Regions from separate parts of the Mus musculus genome. Here region 2 is linked to region 1. A link is a contact called in public HiChIP or PLAC-seq data. All regions are on one chromosome and are shown on one strand. The core of a region is the stretch at or near the end of the contact, and the rest is flanking DNA. Distances in the headings are between cores, read along the strand shown. Region 1 holds the start of 4930590A17Rik (RIKEN cDNA 4930590A17 gene). Region 2 overlaps Grik1 (glutamate receptor, ionotropic, kainate 1).

What was found. HiChIP or PLAC-seq counts read pairs in DNA pulled down with a chosen protein or histone mark.
Region 2: a contact with region 1 is called in an H3K27ac HiChIP or PLAC-seq map of embryonic fibroblasts, with 12 read pairs. The contact joins the enhancer-like site here to the promoter of 4930590A17Rik in region 1. A contact is called at or near these places in 6 of 484 Hi-C or Micro-C datasets (3T3-L1-derived adipocytes, adipose-derived mesenchymal stem cells, embryonic fibroblasts and 2 more), 1 of 115 datasets of contacts at active chromatin or transcription factors (embryonic fibroblasts) and 2 of 9 other capture datasets (adipose tissue and pancreatic islet).

What each region holds. Positions count from the first base shown.
Region 1 is chr16:87,908,011-87,910,550 of GRCm38.p6, forward strand. 4930590A17Rik (RIKEN cDNA 4930590A17 gene) reads left to right here and starts at 1,261. Exons shown (of 6, transcript NR_155304.1): 1 at 1,261-1,351. All of the region lies in intron 15 of Grik1 (glutamate receptor, ionotropic, kainate 1), which reads right to left.
Region 2 is chr16:88,041,329-88,043,868 of GRCm38.p6, forward strand. All of the region lies in intron 3 of Grik1 (glutamate receptor, ionotropic, kainate 1), which reads right to left. Among named protein-coding and RNA genes, the nearest start is that of Gm33207, 33 kb to the left of the region's middle. Within about 2 kb of position 1,268, at least 13 of the 459 cell types and tissues checked have an H3K27ac peak or open chromatin away from gene starts, as enhancers often do. A contact at or near this core is called in adipose-derived mesenchymal stem cells and embryonic fibroblasts, where this site is marked.

The DNA.
Region 1 (2,540 bases), core at 11-2,510:
TTTTAATTCCTGCGCATCTGGACATAACAATCCACAGAGGGGTGAAGCTTAGTGAGGTAGTTCCTACAGGTGAGCTACAATGTCAGCAGGAAGCAGGGGCCCTTTACTCTCTGCGAGAGATTAATTTATGGTGCCTTTTGCAGCAACTAGGTGTACAGAAAGCAGTACAGGAAAATTGTTTTCTTTCCCTTTGCTTCTCCGTGTTCAGGCTTCCTAGCAAACAGACCTTGTAGTATAAACACCACATGCTTGTACATTAATTGGAATTCACTGTAGTATTGCATTATGACTCATAAACAATATAACATAATGCTTGTCAAATACAGTGAGGATTTTTGAGAATGATTTTTTGAATAAGTTTATAATCATAGGAGTCCAGCCAATTTTCATATTGTTTATGTAGTTTTACTGAAAAAAAAAATGTTAAAATTCAATTTGTAATTTTAGTCTAAAACAGCAAAGTACAATATGAAGCTTTATTATTTTTCTTCTTTGAATTAGGTGACTGACAGACTTATGAAGAAACAAATTAATATAATGTTATTATTATTGATGCCTTCGTCCAATCTTTTAATGCCATTCTGCCTCTCTGCTTGACTTTAAGTAGTAATTTAAAAATATAACTCACAGCCTGCTACTGTTGTAAATGGAAATGCTTTGAAAGGTTAAGAAAGAACTGTCTTGCCCATATCGCCAGTTTCTATGGAAGGAATTTTGAAAGCCGAAAAATTGTGTTATAAAAATTGATGCTTACCATCTAACTTAACAAAACTGCTATGTTCAAGGGAGGATTTTTATTTATTTATTTATAAGAGCCCATGTTTGCCAAGTGCTTTAAAGTAAAGCAGCTGTACTCAGGATTATTGTGAAATAAATTTATGTTAAAAAAAAAAAACTATCAAACAATCCTTAGCATTCAAGAGAGTTCAAGACTCATGTGTATGTCCTGATTTTGGAGAAAATTAATACATTCAAGTTAACTTTAATGGAAACCAATGCAGAGAGTGAATTTTAAATATTCATTTTCAGGCTTGGTGAAACCTGCCAATTCCTGGCTGTGCCCACCAAGTGAACACACGAGTGTGAGTGTACGAGCTGCAGATCCCTCCTCCAGATGACTGTGATTTACACTAAATTCTCTGAACCAATGGTGCAAATATCGTTTGATGGCTTTTGTTCTAGATTTCACTTGAAACGAAATGGACCCGGTAGAGGTCAATGTGGTCTCAGCAGTTATTGCCATGGCAACAAGAACTGGTTGTTAGAAGGTTGGACAAAAGAAGAGGAGAAGTAGAAAAAAAAATCAACAAAGGCCCAAGTCAGCAACAACCTACTTACTTGATCATTCTGAGTAAGGATGGATCTATGTTTTACCAATAAATGTTGAGATTATCAATATCATGAAGTTTCTGTCTTAAAGATACACAATTTTTCTTGGATTCTCCACATAAATGGTCCATTATATATCAAATGCCAAATATGCCTGTGTATGTATGTATGTATGTATGTATGATCTGTCACTTAGAATTAGTAGCTCCATTTTTGGTTTGAGTCAATTCATACAAAGCAATGATTAATCGGGATCCAACTTCTTATTTAAACTACTGATTAGATAATTGAGTCATAACTTTACTTGACTACGAGAAACAACTGAATGTCTCAAATGATTGCAGTTGCCTTGCCCTAACCTCGCACTAGAGTTTACTGTCTGGAGAGACTGCTCAAAGCTACTCCTATAAATCCTCATATCTTCCTCATGCAGGCCCTTCCCTTGAGTGTAGTGACTTGGCTGTTCATTTTAAACACGTGCTCGGGGAAAATTGGACAGTGTTTGATTATTTATATTCTTAATCCCATTTTCTTTAAGATGCTGATCATTTTCTGACTGCTTATGTGACCAGAGAGAAATATTTAATTATTCTATAGGATGCCATATTTAATATAAAGACTAAAGTAGTTTTATGTTCTATGCCATGATGTGATTTCAGTGTTCTCATGATAGATTTAGAGAGTGTCATATGGGGACAGAGGTCTTGCCAGTTGCTTCATAGAAAAGACACTATGACCTAAGGGCATGAGAGATACTGAATAGGTTGAAATTTTTTCATCCATGATACCATATTGAATATACTAAACTACCACATGGTGAGGGAATGTTGAGTTTGGTTCCCTCTGTGTTATTTATCCATGAAAACCTCATTAAGTGCTTGCCAGTGGCACCTATTTTGATAAATAGTTCTTCAAAGCAACCTTGTGCTCTTAGGTAACCTTCTAGTGTTAGATGTTTGAAAACGGAAGCTGGAAAATATTTAGCCACTGAAACACAGCGATTCCACACAATGAAGTCACATGTGGCTGTGCTTGAAGCAGAGTTTGGACAACTTATAAAATTCTCTATTAACTGTATTTCCATGACTCAAGGTTCTGGACTCCAATATCCATTACTTCTGATAGTAAAGCTGAATTAAAATCACACAAAGGATCAAATGTGATGTGTGTATAAACATTTCGAAAGCTATAAAGTACTAAGTAAATGTCAG
Region 2 (2,540 bases), core at 18-2,517, 130 kb after region 1:
TCATTCAAACCGCCAGAGTGATTTAACATACCCTTGCCATAAGATGTTAAGACTGTGTGTGATAAAATTACCGGTGACGATTGCAGGCTGCTGGGCATCTCGTGTGGATGTGATGGATACAGAAGATAATGAAACCATAACCTAACAAACCAAGGAATAAACAGCAACAAAAGACCTCTCAGGAGCCCTGTGCCATGAGTCCAGGGCTGGGTTGACTGTCAGTGCCTTACTGCCTTAAGGACTCAGTGCTTTGCATTCACAGTGGCATACAAAATCCAGGTTGCTTTCCTTAAATCCAGACCCTGCTAGTCACAACTCTGCTTGCTGTCTCTATGGGCCTAAAATTCAGATTTAGCACATCCATGCCCAAGGACTTGATATCTGTGATGCTTAGTTTCTGATGTCGACATGCCACAACCTAAAGCCACCTGAAGAGAGAATCTCAGTTGAGGAATCATGTAGAAGAGGATGACCCATGGCATGTCTTTGGGGGATTGTTTTGATGATTAGTGGAGATGGGAAGACCCAGCCTGAGTATGGAAATGTCAATCCATGGGCTGGGTTCTGAATTACATGAGTGAAGGATGCAGACAACTTACATTCATTCATCTCTCTCTGTGTCTCTGTGTCTGTGTATGTCTCTCTCTCTGTCTCTCTCTGTGTCTCTCTCTGTCTCTCTGTCTCTGTCTCTGTCTCTGTCTCTGTCTCTGTCTCTCTCTCTCTCTATCTCTCTCTCTCTCTTTGTCTTTCTTTCTCTGTCTCTCTCTCTCTCTGACTTCCTGCCTTGGCCCCCTAGCAATAATGAATTGTTAGAGACTGTAATCTGGAACTGTAAGCTAAACAAATCTTTTTCCTTTTCCTTCACTAAGTTTCCTTCAGGAAATTTAGCCACAGCATCAGACAGGAAAGTAGGACATTATCTATTTGTCTTCCTACATGTTAGCAGCACTCAACCCTTTACAACTCAGATGGTGGCAACTCTGTCCTTTGGCTCCTGTCAAAGCTGAAGAGACTAACTTTTACTCCCCTCCCCATCTCCCGACCTCCACTATCTCAAGATATTATTATCATTCTAGATTTTTTTTTTCAAACCCACAGGTATGAGAAGTCATAGCATGCCTTGCCTTTACGATAGCATTAATAGTTCCTAAGACAGATCATAGATTTCCTGCCTTAAAATTTTAAAAATAAGCTTACCATATGGCATTTGTCTCATGTCAAAGGAATGCAGTATGTTTTCCTTGACATATGACTCGACTGAAATGCCAGCCAAACTTTGTTACTTTAGGAGAGCTATGGGAGTTCACTCAGTTCCTGTTGCGTTAGTCCACTGAGGCAAACGTCTGCAACCTGAGATTCTCAGAGTTTTATACTTCAAAGTCAGTGTCATGCTGGCACGAAAATACTGATGCGCACATAAGACAGCTTTTAAAAGCTGTCAAAGCAGGGGGGAATGACAAGTTGGGGTTACCCATGATGGATGCTGCTTACACAGCTTTCTCAAAGACTTCTCACTCTTTGATCCATCATTCAAGCACACCCCACACTACAGTGTAAATGGGAGCAAGAGAAGTGGCATACAGGAGAGACATGCAAATGGGAACCACACTCAGACATTCAGAGTGTTAGGCCTGTTCAGCCTCTGACCTGCTCCCGGTGCTTGGCTCTCTCTTACCCCAATGCTAGCACCTCCATTTCCTGGCTTGATTTCTGTCGGAACAATGTGGCTCCTACAGTTGTCATGACCACTGTCACCTACATAGAGTGCTTTAGCAATACAACAACCTCCATTAATATATTGTTGATTTGATCCTCTTCAATACCTTCTCCAATGACTTTCCATTTCACACAGAGCACTAATTCTCCCAGGGGTCTCTAGTACCCCAGCATGGGCTTCATCAGTTTCTCTTCCTTGCCTTGTCTACCACCAATCTTCTCTAACTCAGTTCCAATTACATTTACTTCTTCCTGAGCTCTATAATGCATAAGACATGCTTTCTCCAACACTAGCAGCTAGCTTAGCTGGAGCCCTCTGGTACTATATAACTCACCTCCTCACCAGTCTCAACATTTTGCTCAAAGCTCACTATTGCAAGGTGATGTGACATGGTTCCAAACACTGGAAATTTCACTCCAGCTTCCCTACTCTGCTGCTCTTTTTCTCTTCCACATAGTTTATCATGTGTGAAACAAAAACCATATCACTTTGTTGAGGGTGAATGATAGGCTGTTCTTTAGGTTACCATAGAAAATAAACATGCGAAGTCAGTGTTTTCTATTTTATTTTGGGCCACGAGTGAATGACAAGTGCCTGGGACAATCTACAAAACACAGTAAATACTCAGTGTATATCCAGACAGAATGGAACAACACAATTAAATATTAAAAAAAAACTGTTCTCATCAGATGGAATCAAGAGGGTACGGTGCAGTATGATTTTGAGTCCTGCAGGAAGTAGTCTACTTACCCCTGGAAACTAAATCTTGTCTTATACAGGGCAGTGAGGAGTCCATGACAAGAACTCTACTGTCTGTGGCCAA